Linked DNA regions of Mus musculus: region 1 is linked to region 2. A link is a contact called in public Hi-C data. All regions are on one chromosome and are shown on one strand. Each heading gives the region's core, a stretch centred on a gene start, on an enhancer-like site or on the middle of the called end of the contact. The rest is flanking DNA. Distances are from core to core; before and after follow the strand shown.

What was found. Hi-C and Micro-C count contacts between places; a contact is called where the count stands out from the background.
Region 1: a contact with region 2 is called in a Hi-C map of conventional dendritic cells, with 5 times the contacts expected there. The contact joins two enhancer-like sites. A contact is called at or near these places in 1 of 39 promoter capture datasets (cranial neural crest), 1 of 484 Hi-C or Micro-C datasets (conventional dendritic cells) and 1 of 115 datasets of contacts at active chromatin or transcription factors (fibro-adipogenic progenitors).

Annotation. Positions count from the first base shown.
Region 1 is chr9:35,481,542-35,485,388 of GRCm38.p6, forward strand. Cdon (cell adhesion molecule-related/down-regulated by oncogenes) reads left to right here. Exons shown (of 19, transcript NM_021339.2): 14 at 1,557-1,679. Among named protein-coding and RNA genes, the nearest start is that of Cdon, 31 kb to the left of the region's middle. Within about 2 kb of position 2,215, at least 22 of the 459 cell types and tissues checked have an H3K27ac peak or open chromatin away from gene starts, as enhancers often do. A contact at or near this core is called in conventional dendritic cells, where this site is marked.
Region 2 is chr9:35,056,914-35,061,080 of GRCm38.p6, forward strand. The region is part of intron 1 of St3gal4 (ST3 beta-galactoside alpha-2,3-sialyltransferase 4); the gene reads right to left. Gm51705 (a long non-coding RNA gene) reads left to right here. Exons shown (of 3, transcript XR_003948316.1): 3 at 2,999-3,052. Among named protein-coding and RNA genes, the nearest start is that of Gm51705, 4.2 kb to the left of the region's middle. Within about 2 kb of position 1,823, at least 18 of the 459 cell types and tissues checked have an H3K27ac peak or open chromatin away from gene starts, as enhancers often do. A contact at or near this core is called in conventional dendritic cells, where this site is marked.

The DNA.
Region 1 (3,847 bases), core at 965-3,464, 430 kb after region 2:
GGCTTAGACCCAACAGTGCACATAGCTGCCTCACTCATCAAATATAAACACTCCTTCTCTTTACCAACCTATAGTGTTTGCTGTTGGAAAGATTGGACACAACAATAAAATATAAACCTAAGAAGGTGTAGATTGTAACTGTTTTCTCCTAAAAACAAGTCAGAAGCTTAACCCACTGTTACTGGTTCTCTGAAACCTAACTAGTTCTTTGGCTCTAATGGAGATGCTTGTGGATGGGAGGTAGCACCAGGAAAGCCCAAAAGGTAGAGTCAAGAAGTAGTCCTATGGGATGGTTTCGCATTTTAGAAATAGGCCCATTCTAGCTTCAACCAGTTCTTTGATGAAAGAAAAGCCAACCAACCAACCAAAACAAAACCAAAAACAAGTTGGGACAGAGGGGAGGTCTCTTTACAAGTATACACACACACACACACACACACACACACACACACACACAAGCATGTATGTATAAGTATATACATAAAGTCTAGAACCCACTCCTACAGCTCTGCAGAGACACTGGATCTTAGACAATCGGATTTTCTCTCCTGTAAGGTGGGAGTCTGTGTGAACGAGGGTTTTCTATGCTAACGGCTTGGAAAGGGGCTGACATGTTTCTGTCTGTGTTGAATTAGAAAGGAGCCTGTGATACTGGTCCTGACAGCCAAGCAGATTTGACTTACGCATGTGGTGTGCTTTTTTGTTTTTTCTTTCCCTTTAATTAATTCTTACATCAGTTGGTGGCATGCTTGGATTTCTAGGAAACACTGGACACAGTCTGAAGAGTCATTTTTCTAAAAGGGATTAAGAATACTTGAAGAGTTAATTAAATCTGGCAAAAGTGTCCCTGTTTATGAAACTTTGTCACAGATCCATGAAAGTGAAAACGGAGGGTGATTTACACTGGAGTGCTCGGTTTGGGAGTGTTTCTAAATGAAACCTTGGCTGCATGCCACAGATAACAGAATCCTAATAGTGGAGACACTTGTGTGGTTCTGAGACCCCGACTCAGAAGAAACGTGGCCTCAGGAGTGGCAGCTGAGGGTTCCCACTGCAGTTTGCCTTCTGTGGGATGCTCAGACCTTTATTAAGGTGTTTGACTGTCAGCCTGGGATGTGTCCGTGGCAATGGAAGAGAGTTCTGGGAAAGCCTTCCTTGCAGCTGCTTGCCTCCTCAGCACCATGCACTGCCTGCTGTCGTTTGTACCGTGGCTTTTTTAGCGGATGGGCATAGTGACCGGGCTTGCTGGGCTGAAATGAGGCTTTGAGATGTTTTTCCTCTATGCCACTAATTTTTAATAAAACCAGCATGGCTACCAATTCACAGATACCCTTTAATTAAGTTTATGTCTTCACCTCCTTTTCACGTCCTTTACAAGCCACTTAGTAGAAATGCTATTCATCCATGATGCACTAACGTGGAGTACATTTTTTTTTTTTTGTTCACAAGCTGTATGAAATGGCAAGGGATTCTATAAATCTCTTTCTGAAAATCCCAAATCGATGTCATGCAGGCTGTGTGATATCTACAGCTAGTCTCTCGTTTCTCTTCTCTAGGCTCAAAGCAGTGGCACACCATTGGTCACCTGCAGCCAGAGACCTCCTATGACATTAAGATGCAGTGCTTTAATGAAGGAGGGGAGAGTGAGTTCAGCAACGTGATGATCTGCGAGACTAAAGGTAGGAGAGCATGGAGGCTGGTGTCTCTCCCTGGCCAGTTACTAGAATTCCAAACTCTAGATCACGTGTTTCTGTGTGGGGAGTTCTGCTCTGGATGAGTTCCTAGATGAACTTACATACACATGTACCCTATAGAAGTCCATGGTGTCGGCTAGAGCATTCATCTAAAAACATGTCTCTGTGAACATTAGTGGTGCCCATTACTTCCCATGTGACTGTATGTAAGTCACTTCTTTTTTTTCTGTTCTCTAAGAAGCGAGTAGACATATTTGCTATCTACTTTCTATGAAAATTGCAATATTAATAGAACTGTAGAAAATTAAGAAGTACCACACATGTGTTACGGTTCTGATAATTCATGTCTGAGGCTGGGAACTTCGTAAGGAGAGGGGGATGCTAGCTAGTGTCAGTTCAGCTCTGTGAAGACCTGTGACAAGTGACATCACCATGATAGGAGTGCATGTAAGAGGGAGTGATCAGCTGCCAGAAAGCCAAAAAGGCCAGACAGGGGTCAGACTTGGTCTTTGATAACAGCTCTCTCATGAGAACTAAGTAGAACCTCAGCAGTTCCTTTTGAGTCAGGGATCCCGGACTCTCCTCTAGTCTCTCTGCCTTTTTAAGGTCTCACCACCTCTTAACATGACCACACTGGGGACCAGGCTACCAGCACAACAATCTGCTTAAATCGCTTTCTTGAATGACAAATTCTTTAAGTATGTGCTGAATTTTGCTTAAGTTTAAGGTAACAGTCACAGATTCTAAATTCTCACTCTAAACTCTACCTACACACACAGCATACCTATAAAAGGAGAAGACACACATAAGAATAGAGAAATAGCTAACCTGGATGTTTATAAAGCAGAACTGAAAGTCTGTGTGTCACCTTGAGGCTTTTCTCAACTATCGGTAACACGAAAGTCCCTGCTGGGGATTTCTGTTGTCTCAATGCTTAGTGAGAAGTAGAGAACGAGCTCTGAGGTCATTTAGGGCATTCTCTGTGTTCTCTTTCCTCTTTGCCTTCTCCTGGGTGCAGCACTGCTTATAGTGAGCAGATCTGGCTTTACATGTAGTCATGTAGAAATGCTAAGATCTGGCAATGCCTATTTCTAAGTTCCTCCTACTCCTCCTCTTCCGCTTCCTCCATCATCATCATCATCATCATCATCATCTTACACTGGGTCTTATATATGCCAGACTAGCCTTGCACTCACTACATAACCTTGAACTTGCAATCCTCTTACCTAAATGCTGAGATTATAGGCTTGCAGCATCATGCTCAGTTCATGGTGCTGGCACTCAAACCCAGGGCTTTGTGATATCCTACATCTTCAGACCTTAAGGAGGATCTTTTAAAGAAGGCTTAGGTAGCACGGAAGAAAGTTGTTGAGTATTCAGGGTAGCCATCAATGTCTGCTACAATTATTTTTATTTGAAAATAAGGAAATGAGTAAAAAGCAAGGGAACAAATACTTGAGGTTGAATTGCAAAGCCAGGCTTACTTCGCTCTCATAAAGTTTCAATCATGTGTCTTTCTGCTGAAAAAGTCTCCCGTTAAGTCCACATTAAACATCTGTTCACCTGGACCTGATTTCAACTTTCATATGGCTAACATATCCATGGATATCTCTATGAAGTAGACACTGGACTGGATTCATTCGGATGTCTTGCTTGTTTCTAGAGTGCTGTGATACTCAACATAATGAACTATGTCATCTCTTTACCAGGAACATTAAAACTTTTACCAGTCTGCTTCTTGCAGAGCACAGCAGTTGGTTCCCAGTAGCTATGTAGGGTGGTTCACACGTGCTGTAACTCCAGTGCCAGAGGATCCAACACCGTCTTCTGGCTTTTAAGGGCATTGGAGTGCGCACGCACACTCACGCAAACACACATACACACTGTCTCATAAATCTTGCCAGGCATAATAGGAAACAATTCTGGTGTAGGGTTGCAGCTCTGAGAGAAGGCATCTGCTTAGCATGTAGAAAGGTGTGTTCCATCCCCGGCACTGCAAAGAGGAAGGGACTAAAACAGTGTTATGTGTTTTCTGGTCATACAGTGGTGTTCAGAACAGCATACCTTGTTATCAGCTGCAGTTTACAGCCAGTAGAAATGTATTGACTGGGGGCTGCGAAGTCAAAGCAGAGTGCTGACAGTCTGGCAGGGAC
Region 2 (4,167 bases), core at 573-3,072:
TTCTCTCTGTCTCTGTCTCTGTCTCTGTCTCTCTCTCTCTCTGTGTGTGTGTGTGTGTGTGTGTGAGAGAGAGAGAGAGAGAGAGAGAGAGAGAGTTAGTTTGATTGACTGACTGACTGATTGGTTCTATGTCCATTGATTCTAAGTCCAGGCTAGCCTATGACTTACTATGTAACTCAAACTTGAATTCCTCCTCCTTCTACATGCTGAGATAATTGGCAGCTGCCACCACACTCATTCAGCCAACAGTGAGACTTGTAATCCTAAATTTCCAGTTAAAATCACCCTTAATCACCCTTGACAGCTCTCCTAAAAGTGAGCATCCCTTCGCTTGCTACCCCCAGCAACCGCCAAATCATTCCTCGTCACATGGGCCTCTTCTCCTGCATGGCTGTCTCCCCCGGGCTACACAGTGAGACCTTGTCTCCAAAATTAATTAGTTACTTATTTAATTAAAAGCATTGAGTAGATGAGTCTTCTTTGAGAAACTTACATCAATGCTCTGGGGTATATCTTTCTTTCTAAGCACTTCTCTCTTAGCCTTCATGCTTAAAATACATTAAAATATCTTTAATAAACCCCAACTCTGCTCCCCTCCAAAACGTAAATGCTTTAAAAACTTAAAGCATTAAATGAATGGCATGTTAGGTGACCATGGAATGTCATATGTCCTTCTCTGGCTCTCATTTTCTTCAGCTGTCAATACAGGAAGCAGATCGATAGATAGATCCCTGCTGCTCAAATGCGCTTGTTAGTTTAGGAACGTGGGCACCCCAGGGACCCTTATTAGCGAATCAGAATCCTAGGCCTCCTGCATATCTACAAAATCAGAATGGAGATTTGAACTTGACACTACATTTAAGTCTGAAAAGCAGTGTTCATGGAAGAGATTCTGAACGATAGCTGAACAGGGAAGTGGCCTGTTGTAGGGGTAACAAGATGTCTCAGCACGGAAAAGTGCCTGTGGCCACACCTGATAACCTGTTCCCTCAAGTTGTCCTCTGAGCTCCATATACAAGCACACACACACACACACACACACACACACACACATACACACACACACACACACACACTCTCCCACCCCAACATAAAAAAAAAATAAAATAAATGTAAAAATAAAACCACTTAAAACTCTTAATGAGTATTTATTCTGGTCCATATGAAGAAATTCTGGTTCATTACTCTAACCTAGCCCTGGAATTTATGTACACATGGCGAGCAAGCAATTCTAATATGCAGGAAAACCATCAGATTAGATAGATAGCCTTCAAAGCTTCCTACTTAACCTTTGATAAGCACACTTTGATTCCAAGGGGTATGGGTTAGGCCTGCCTAAAAACTCTGCCTCCATCTGTCCGAAGATGAAACAGCCAGAAGGCCTCATCTTGGATTTTACAACCTCCATAACCATGATCTGAATGAACTTCTGTTCATTATACAGTATCCCTTGGGCCCTGCTAGGACCACGCTTGGAGTTGTTATAAAACTTCTGTGCCAGAATTGTTCATTAACTGCCTTCTCTCCTGCCCTCCTTCCTCCAGATCTTTCCTAAGAGGGGACGGGGGTGATGGGGGTGATGGAAGTGGAGAGGGAGATTCCATTTAAGTTGGCATTGACCTGAGGGGTTTAAAGTATCCGGATGTCTAGGTCAGGCTCTCCATGATTTTATTATATTAGTTAGAAGTCAAGCACCAGTAGTAAAAATGAAACACCCCCCCCCCAAAAAAAAACCTACCTCCTCTATGATGCTAGCATGAAGCCAAAATGGAAAATACCACATAGAACAGGTTCCAGAGTAAATGAACAACTTAGCCACACTCTGGCCTTGACCTTTAGGAAAGATTTTGGCAGTCACTACTAAGTAGCCTGGAGCAAACCCAAGCAACAAGACAGCTACTCCTTCTTTGGCTTCTTTCCCAATGCAGGTCTACACTGGCACATCTTTTTTTCTAGATCAGAACCAGGACAGCTCTATGTAGCCTGGCTAGTATTAAGGTTTGCTCCAAGGTGTCCCATCACAAACTTAAGCATGCTACTTCCTTTCCTTGCTGGGCTAGCCCAGAGAATTGCTTTGTATCTCCGGGTATTCCAGAGGCACGGGGCTTCTTGGACTGGTTGCTACAAGGACAATCTGTTGAGGGGAAGCCTGCAGTTGATCTATTCATGTCCAAGGCTCAGCAGCCTCCCCTCTGAACCAGTTGCCAAGAAGAACCACTCATTCACAGGTCAGCTACAATGCAAAGCTAGCCCACAGCAAGATAGCTATCTGCACCCTTGGTATTCTGCCATGAACAAGGTGTCCCTGGCTTAAAATGAGCTGATGAGCCTAGCCAGGGGACATGGGAAGAAACAGGGCCCTGTAGGAACTGGTACCCAGCCAATGCCTGCTATCCAAAAGGACTTCAACTAGATCAATATCCCCCAAAGGTTGAGCAGGTGACAGGCAGCCCAAGGTTTGCTCAATGGCTCTATGCCCTTTAGACCTTGATTTTTTTTCTATGAATTGAACTCAAGCCTTTGGCATGCTAGGCAAGTGCTCTACTATGGAACCATATCCCGCTGGTTCTCAGTTCTGTAGGGGAAAAAAGTAGAGCCCTTCTAACACCTTCAGACTCACCTACCAGTTTTCTCTCCAAATTCTACCACCTAGGTGAGAAATCCCAATCTATCACTTTCCCAGAATCTGGTACAGCCAAAGCCACACCTTTTGGCCCTTCCTAGTTTTATCTCTGACCAATAAACATGCTTCTCTTAAAGTAACTGTCTGTGGCTGCATCATCCTACCGTAGGCTACCCTTGCCTCAGGCTTTCCTCCAAAGCTAAACCTCTTCGCCCCACTCCCTTACCATCTACCATCTCCACCTTTCCCTGAGAAACGGAACACCAAGCCTTGTTCTGGCTTAGAACACTCCATCTCAGAAACCATCTATCTCAAAAGCCTGATGCTGGCATTGCGCAACCAGGAACCTACAAATTCAATCCTTATGCCCTGCAGATACATCAGACGCATGCCTGATGATCGATACTGTCAACCTGTCAGGATCTAGAATCACCTAAGGTATGTCTGAGTGATCTTTCAGATTAGGTTTCATTGGGGTGGGAAGATCAACCACGCCAAAGGCATCACAGTTCCTCTAGCTGGCTGTGGCCAAGACTAACTATAAGGGAGGAAGTGAGCTGGGCACCAGCAGAGGGCCCTTTGCTTCCCCGATTTGCAAGCAGTGTGACCAGCCACCTCTCACCCTGACTGCCAGGCTTTTCCCACCACGATGGACTGTACCCTCAAACTGTGAGCCAAAAACAAACAAACAAACAAACAAAAAACCAAACAGTTCCTTCCTTAAATTGCTTGTTAGGTATTTTGCCATGTCAACTAGAAAAGAAACTGATAAACTGCAAGTGTCCCCAAGCACACTAACAGAGCCTAGATCCTTCCCACAGCATATTCCATACCCCCATCCCCACACTTGCCCAGGTTTTTCTGCACTAGGATACCTCATATGGTTTAAATGTGAGCCCTTACGTTCATGCATTGAAAACTTGATCCTGAATGTGTGGTATTGGGAGACGGGACCTATAAGGAGATGTGTAGGGCTCAGTAATAGAAAACCTGTCTAGCGTTCCTTTCTCAGTACTTTGGGCAGAGAGTTCTGCCCTCATGAGTGAACCAGTGTCCTCCCCTTGCACCCCCCACACACAGAGGAATGGATTCTGTAAGCTGGAAATGGAGTTATTATAATAAGACAAATTTGGCCTCTCACCCTCTCCCCTACTTCCACTCTCTGCCCCTCCTTCTGCCTCCATCTGTCCGAAGATGAATCAGCCAGAAGGCCTCATCTTGGATTTTGCATCCTCCATAACCATGATCTAAATGAACGTCTATTCATTATACAGTATCCAGGCTACAGAATTTGGTTAAAGCAGCACAAAGCAGACTAAGAATGATCTAATCTTGATAAGTAGGGCAAGTACTGTTACAAATACCCGAAAACGTGAAATTACCTTTGGAACCGGCTAGAGAGGAGAGGCTAGAAAAAAATCCGCATGTGCAGGCTAGGAAAAGTTAAGGTGAACAGAGAGTCAGGCAAGGGCTCACATTAGAACTGTAGGGAAAGTCTGGACTTTCTTATACATTACACAAGTGGTGCAGAAACTAGAGTAAAA